Linked DNA regions of Rattus norvegicus: region 2 is linked to region 1. Evidence: chromatin contacts called from public Hi-C data. All regions are on one chromosome and are shown on one strand. Each heading gives the region's core, a stretch centred on a gene start, on an enhancer-like site or on the middle of the called end of the contact. The rest is flanking DNA. Distances are from core to core; before and after follow the strand shown.

Region 1 (3,925 bases), core at 405-2,904:
TAAAATGCATGACGATGCTAAAAAGAAGTCATCTGTTATAAGAAATTCTTCCAAGTAAATAAATTTCAAAACTGCCATTTTGAAAATGGGCGAATATTTTTAAATATTCTAAAGAAATGCTAATGGCAAATACACTTGTTTTTCAAATACATTTGAAATTATACTCGTTTTGAGTCATTAAAAAAAGCAAGTGATTTCAGCATAATATTTTGTCTAAGGATAACATTAATGATGTTGATAGGACTAGAACTCATGGACCGCAGTCCCACACTATCACACGCTGCCCAGGTGGTGTAACCTCTGGGGACGAGGCTTACTGACATCCCTTTGCACTGCCAATTTGAGTCTTCATCGTAGGACCAACCCCATATCTGATAACTTTTGTTTTTAAAACTTTCATCACATGTACAGAAAGACTGAGGTAAAACAATGACAGTTCACGAAGTAGCTTTTCTAGCAAAATGAAGAGAGCAGACAAACAAGGGAGTACTCTGCCCTTGCATGCAGGAATCAGAGGGATGAGAAGAGTAAGGGAGTGGTTAAAAACCAGGCACAGTGTGTGAGTCAGAGCACATGGCCTCTCTCCTGTTCATGTATGTGGCTTTCCACATCGCAGTTCTTTAAACAGTGCTCCTTAGTCACGGAAATGGTATTTGCATGAAACCCTAAGTGGAGTGTTCTCTTTCTTTCCAGTATAACTTATTGCCTTTGGACACAGAAATCCCTTTTGTTTAAATCGCACAACCATATTTCTGAGGGGAAACATGATACCTTTTTTCTAAATCAGTTTTGAATACTGAATTATAAAGTGTCATTAAAAGACAGATATACAGATTGTTAACCATAGAAGAATGGTAATTCTGTATCAAGTCTCCACTGGAAGTTACTGGTGACTTTTATATTGTACTTTAAGTTGCTTATGTGTAATCACGGCTCAACTAGATTCTGCACATCTACAGTGAAGTCTGAGAACATGCTTGAGTCAGCCAAGCGTGTGATTGCAAACCTACAATTCTAGCACTTAAGAAGTGGGGGCTAAGAATCATCCCAACTTCAAGGCTAGCCTGGACTACCTTGTCTCAAAATATGTACATACACAGTACATTTATGTATAACATATTGCGACATTATTAATATAATCAATCAATATTTTTAGCTCACTTTTGTTCTACTATGGCTAGCCTAAGAGTCCAACTTTAAAAGGTATGTACACATCCACGTGTTTATGAACATGTCATTCTGACCTGTAACAAGCTACATACTAGCAACAGCTCACTTTCAATGTATATACCAAACAATTTATATGTCTTCGAAATGAGGTTTCTTATTCCATGCTCATCTCCCGGGCAACGTGGCTTAATCTACTCAGGGACCCAGGAACTGAGGAATGAGAACCCTGGTGGATTATGTGACCACTTTGAATAGTGTCTGACACACTCACTACTTATTTAAGCAGCTAGCAAACCAAATGTGTGTGCCCTTGTCCCTGATCGATACAATGAGGTGGTTTGAATGAGAAATGACCCCCGTAAGCTCGACTATTTGGTGTCCAGTAGGTGGCGCTGTTTGGAGAGGCGATGTAACCTTGTTGGAGGAGGTAACTCTCTAAGGACTCACTTTGAGAGTTCAAAGCCTCACCCCCACTTCCGATTCCCCCCTCTCTGTTTGGTACTCGCAGGTAAAAGTGTGATTCTCAGCTTCCGGCTCCAGCCACTCTCTGCCAAGCCTCTCTCGCTATTAAGGATGCTTCTGCTGAGTCAGCCCAAACGTACTTTTCTTTTGCTGCCTTTGTCCATGGTATTTTATCACACCAATAGAAAAGCGACTCATATAAACGGGGAAAAACAAAAAACAAAACAAAAAAACCCCGCCAACCCGTTCAGCACTTGAACATCTTTTCTCAGTTACAATCGAAGAGTCAGAGTGCTTACTGCAGAGTAGGAAGTTACAGAGGTCCTTTGGGTCGTTAGTGGTCTGAAGCTGAGAATGTTAAATTTGGCAATAAGGGATGTATATGAATATTTTAGACGGTTGTCGAATTTTTAAAGTCTTAACGATGTAAGTAAAGAGGTTAAAATTCCCCCTTCCGTGTCAGCATTCTTTGAGGGCAAATGTCAATGTCGATAACATTCCGTCTGCTGCAATTGAAGACAGTTATGATTTCTGTAAATGAGCCGCTGGCCTCAGGCTGACAGGGCATGCCTGCTGTGGGCTGCGGCCTGAGCTCACCACCTAGAATGAAGTGAGTCACCACCCGGGGTTTTCATTCCCAGCAAAGGAGTTGACTCACAGAGTGACCTTAAACATTACTCCCCTGACTCAGTTTCTCCTAGAAAAGTAGCTCTGGCAGAATGAAGTCTTACACGCCTCCACTGTCGCTGATAGGCATGTAAAGTATCAGAAAACAAAGCTTAATGTAGTTTTAAGTTCTGATCTCTCTTCTCTTGGTAAATCAATGATTTAAGGTGTGATCATAGCTTTTTCTTACTTTTATTTTTTACTGAAGATTTCATCGCCGTTGTTTTTTGTTTGTTTTTGTGTGCTGGTTCACATGGAGATCCGAGGATAATAGTGAGTGTTATCTCCAGGTCCACCACCATCACTGAGACTCACCGAAGAGAGTAGGAAGAGCTCTCCCTTTCCCGCCTCCCCAATACGGGCTCTCAGGATAGACTATAGGTCCTCATGTTGTGAGACAAACATTTTATTGACCTTTCCATCGCCGTAGACCTCAAAAGTGTTTTGTATATTGAGCCCTCTATAGATGCATAATTGGAATTATTTTTTAGAAAGTGACATACCTGAGTCATACCAAGAACTGCTAAATTATACCTCAGCACCACAGTGTCGTAAATAATTGATAACAGCAGTGATACTTTGCATATAGTATGGGCACGGCAGAATAATTCAGGAATTTTACAAATAACATTAAATGTAATATTTTCTGGGTCATGACTGCCTTATGGAAATTAATATTGCTCTCTGAATGGATTATTCCTTAAAGGACTGAAGTAACTCTCGTGAGAAAGGACATACAATAGCGAGGTGAGCCATTCCTCTGTCTCTTTCTTGTTTAACCCTTTTCATGTGGTTAGCTCCCTCACTTCATGCCACAACGGGACACACCCAGAAGGCATTGCCCAACTGTCTGGGCTTTTTGTTCTCCACAACTGCGAGCTAATAACAATTTTTTTTCTCTATATATTACTCAGTATCTGGGACTCTATTATAAGCAGTGCAAGATAAATTAATTTTGTATGAACAGAATTTAAATAACGTGTATGTACTTAGAAGACAACATTATTCACTGAGGTCTAAGTGGGAGCTAGAGAGAGAGCTCAGCAGTGAAGAGTACCTGATGCTCTTCCAGATTATCTGAGTGGAGTCCTCATGACTGCCTGTAACTACAGCTCCAGGGAGGTCTGCCTCCCTATTCTGGGCTTCACCTTCATGGACATCTGCACTCACATATGCACAGACCCACACATATACACATCATTTATGAAGAACGCTGACAAGTATTTTCTACATTTTCTAGAAAAACAATCACATATATGTGCATACACGCATACACATAGGAGTGTTCTCTATGTGTGTCTGTCAGCAGGATGATTTTATAAAAACTCCCCCATGTCTGCTGTTACACCCTATCAGCATATCCCTTAAAATTTTATTAAAATGAACTTCTGTATCTGTAGTTCATGCCTGCCTTCATTTACACACTTGTTCTCTGTGTTGTTAACGCTTTGCAGATTCCGGCAATGAACAGGATCTTTTCCTGACGGACTTTTTCTGCAAGGGGGAGTCATGAAAACGAGACCAGGTTGTTAGAGTGAACGAAGAACTGCACGTGGAGTTTGATGGGAAATGGAAGCAAAGATCTTTGCAAGAGTGAACAAGGAACTCCAGCGGCAGATCGGTGTCC
Region 2 (3,925 bases), core at 665-3,164, 240 kb before region 1:
AACAAGTCTGCAGTATTCACACATCAAATGACAGACTCTCCACGCCGATGTTTCAAACTCTTCTTTGGTGCACAGACGTAACGAGAAGCAACCTGACGTGAGATCCATTGTTTCCAGTTCTAAGTTATCCTGACTGTGAGCAGAGCACAGAAAGTAGGAAGTTTAATTCTACTACTAAAGGACTCTTGAAAGTGTTATTCTAGAATAATGTTGGTGAAATTTTAAAGTGTAAAAACTAAAAGGCTTTTCAATCACTCATCAAATAGATAACTAGTATCAATTGTTTAGCAAATAGGTTGTCAATCCATGCAGTTTTCCCTTACATGCCTCATTTGTGAAAATTAGTCTTCCAAGCACTTACAAAACATTAAAAATACCCAGGAATAACTTATTTGAACTTTTGACTGGTTAAATAACTTTTCTCCACGAATATATTTTTGAAAAGTTGTAAAAATGTTTTGCATTTATTTTATTTCGTGTGCATGACTGTTTTCCTGAATGCATGTATGTGCACCATACACATGCTTGGTATCTACAGAGGTTAAAAGAAACCACTGGATTCCCTTGAGCTGGAGTTACAAATGGTCATAGCCACCATAGGGGTGCTGGAAATAGAATTTGGGTCCTGTCTTAAAGATGCCAATGCTCTTATCTGTTGTGAACTCTGGGCTTCTCCTTGAAGCATTTTATATTTTTCTATGCATACGTGTTAAGTAACTTTCAGATATGGCTTATACATTGATTTTAAATAATTTTTTCTGCTGGGCATGATATTTCACATCTTTAATTGCAGTACTTGAGAAGCAAAGACCAATTTACCTATATTATTTCAAGGCCATCTTCGTCTACATAATGAATTCTAGTACAGCCAGGGTTAAACTGTGAGACACTGTCTCAAAAAGTTATTAAAATATAATTCTCATTTCTGTGTTGAACGGTTTTGTCTGTTTTCTTTGTATATTGGCTTTTATTTCCTTCATCTATCATCTATGTGTATATTCAGTGTGATACAAAATCAATTAACAAGATTTACAGAATTTTAACAAAATTAATGAATATTTCTTTGTCTATTTTCAGGTTAAGCATGGATTTCACATGAGGCTAAATGTACTGTGTTGCCCTATACTCATATCTCTGTCTTGATTTCCGTCACATTCAGTACTTCTTCGTGAACTCCTTGAGTAGAAAACTTAGGAGTACTGTGTATGATCCTAAGTGTGAAGAGGGCTCTGTGGTGGGTGGTTAAAACGAATGTGGTTACAACTATCTTGTAGTCAAAGCGTCATTTAAGTAACTTGAGCATAAGGAAAGAGAAGTAACGTGTTATGTAACAACACTATTGATGGCTATGATGAGCTAAAATAGAGACTGTCATGGCTTAGCCTTCCTAAGTGAAGATCAGTTGTCCTCACTCTAACTGCCCTGTACCAGCTCCAATCATGCCAACTACCTGTGCTTAGCATCACCCACTTCTGTCAACCAGAAAGCTATTGTGCTCAATCGTACATAAACTAGGAAATGTGTCTTTTCCTCTCATTAGCCCAGGTTTTCTTTCAGGAAGTTTCAAAAATATCATCCATTTTACAGTGGCTAATTGAAATATTTAAATTTAAAATATATGAACATACATGTGTGCAAATGCACACACACACACACACAGACACACAGAGAGAGAGAGAGAGAGAGAGAGAGAGAGAGAGAGAGAGAGAGAGAGAGAGACTATTAGCCTCCTGAAGACATACTTTAAAATCAGTCCAATACCATCATGGTTTAATCCACATGTACATATGTGGGTATAAAAGAAAGATGGTTAGCTCATACCTCCATAATGCATGGTATTAGACTGGAATGTTAAGTTTGAAGTGTTTTCCAGAATGTCTGAAACTGTCAGGAGTGAATCATATTCAAATGCTACTTAGCAAAGGCCCCTGGATTTCGAAAAGATACAGAATGAGTCAAGAGACCTTGACTTGTGAGTGAGCAAGTACCATAAAATGAACCAGTCAGTTCTTGAATCCCATCACTTTAAAAGACATCTAACTAGTTCTGCCAGTAATTGCCTTTCTCGTGGTCTACACGTAGGCAAAGGCTGAAGCTCACAAGGGCTGCCAACACCCAGGGACCTAAGAATTCAGTGAATTCGGCTCTGCTTCAGCTTGCTGGTGAGAACTTTGTGATACTCCCCAGTCCCTCCGGGCAGCATACCTGTCCTCTTCCCACTGGCCCTCCAGGACTCCACACCCTCCCTTCCCTGATCTTTGCTGATTCATCTCACTCTGCAAGAAAGTTGGAGCTTCATTTCAGTCTGTATATGTGTGAACAGCTCTAGCTCCCAGCATGGCTTCTAGTGAAGCAAGCCAGACCACATTCTATCCCAAATAGCAACAATTAGACCTTTCCCCCTTGTTCTAGCAGGAGCGAAGGCAACAGTGCCATCCACACACTTTCCTAACTACATCCTTGTGGTCTGCTCTAGGCTTTTAAGTTCAGTAAATCGGCAACATTAATAAATTGACAAAGAGTTACTATCTCCAGGAAACCATGCCAGGGTGAAATCTACATTAACCAGTGAGACAGAAAAAAAATGCTATTATTTTAAAGACTTATAGTAAAAAGATGAGCTATCTTACGATTGGATTGTAGAAGTGACATACAGTGCTGCTAGAATTCATTATAGGTATGAAAATACAGAAACACAGGCATCTATTTGCAGGCTCAAACACACGCACACATGTAAGTGCACAGTGCCCTTATGGGTATCCTCATAAGGCAAATGATTCACTAGCTAATATTTTTTTTCCGGAGCTGAGGACCGAACCCAGGGCCTTGCGCTTGCTAGGCAAGCGCTCTACCACTGAGCTGAATCCCCAACTCCTCACTAGCTAATATTAAAACTCAACTTCAAATATACTTTGAAATTAAGATACTGATGTTTACAAGTTGATCTCAATTCATTAGACTAAAAAAATCATATTTTTTATAAACACCTATGCTCATAAGAAGAAACCAAGAGATAATGAAAGATTAATCATAACACAGGAACATACACTGCTTACTTTTTCCTGTACTTTTAGATTCATACTCTAAAGTGTTGAGAATTGTGTCTTACACAGTCATTCCTTAGGTGGAAAACAAAAGAATACATTTTGCCATTCAAAAGAGGGATCTTGCAGGGGTTCCTGATTGAGCACAATAGCAGTCTATTGATAAGGTTTAACAGATCTCTGCCTTTCTCTGTCTCTGTCTTTCCCTCCCTCCCTCCTTCTTCTGATATAGGAATTATAGGACTTCTTTTTGGTTAAGGATTTCAGTGATGCTTCATGTGGGTAGTATCTGTAGTCACTGTACTTTGTCCATGCAAAATAAACAATTCTTGAGTAGCACCTTTTCCTGTAAATATATATGCTCATAAGAAGAAGCCAAGAGATAAGGAAAGATCAGTCATGACATGTGAGCATACATTATTTTGAAAATACCTTTCAAATACATATGAATTAATATATGAAATACATATGAATGATTTCCAGGAGAACGGAATCTTTTATGGATTCAGACCCTTTTTATTAAAAATATATTGTTTCCTTACTAATATTCATGGGTTTTTGGGTGCACGTATTACATGTTTTTCTCAACACAGCAATACGATTGCTATTTCCCTAAGCCCTCATAGCTGTCAGTATAAGAAAGTGCTATATACCTTCCAGTCTTATACCCCAAAGGCCACCTTAAGCAGGAAGCACCAAGCATATCATACAGAAACCTAACAGAATAGGATAAATCTGAAATATGTTCTGCTCAACCATATGAATCACATTGAGAGTTGTCAATCAACTCAACAATGTAAGCAAAATGCATGCTCTGTTGTACTACTTCTGGGCCAGTTATCATATCTCGCTATAAAAACATAGATTCTCACACTGCCTTT

The links. Hi-C and Micro-C count contacts between places; a contact is called where the count stands out from the background.
Region 2: a Hi-C map of the Rat2 cell line shows a contact between it and region 1, with 13 times the contacts expected there. The contact joins two enhancer-like sites. A contact is called at or near these places in 4 of 12 Hi-C or Micro-C datasets (the A7r5 cell line, the Rat2 cell line, Schwann cells and 1 more).

What each region holds. Positions count from the first base shown.
Region 1 is chr20:36,684,985-36,688,909 of GRCr8, reverse strand. No RefSeq gene overlaps it. Among named protein-coding and RNA genes, the nearest start is that of Gja1, 380 kb to the right of the region's middle. Within about 2 kb of position 1,654, at least 9 of the 93 cell types and tissues checked have an H3K27ac peak or open chromatin away from gene starts, as enhancers often do.
Region 2 is chr20:36,920,335-36,924,259 of GRCr8, reverse strand. No RefSeq gene overlaps it. Among named protein-coding and RNA genes, the nearest start is that of Hsf2, 440 kb to the left of the region's middle. Within about 2 kb of position 1,914, at least 8 of the 93 cell types and tissues checked have an H3K27ac peak or open chromatin away from gene starts, as enhancers often do.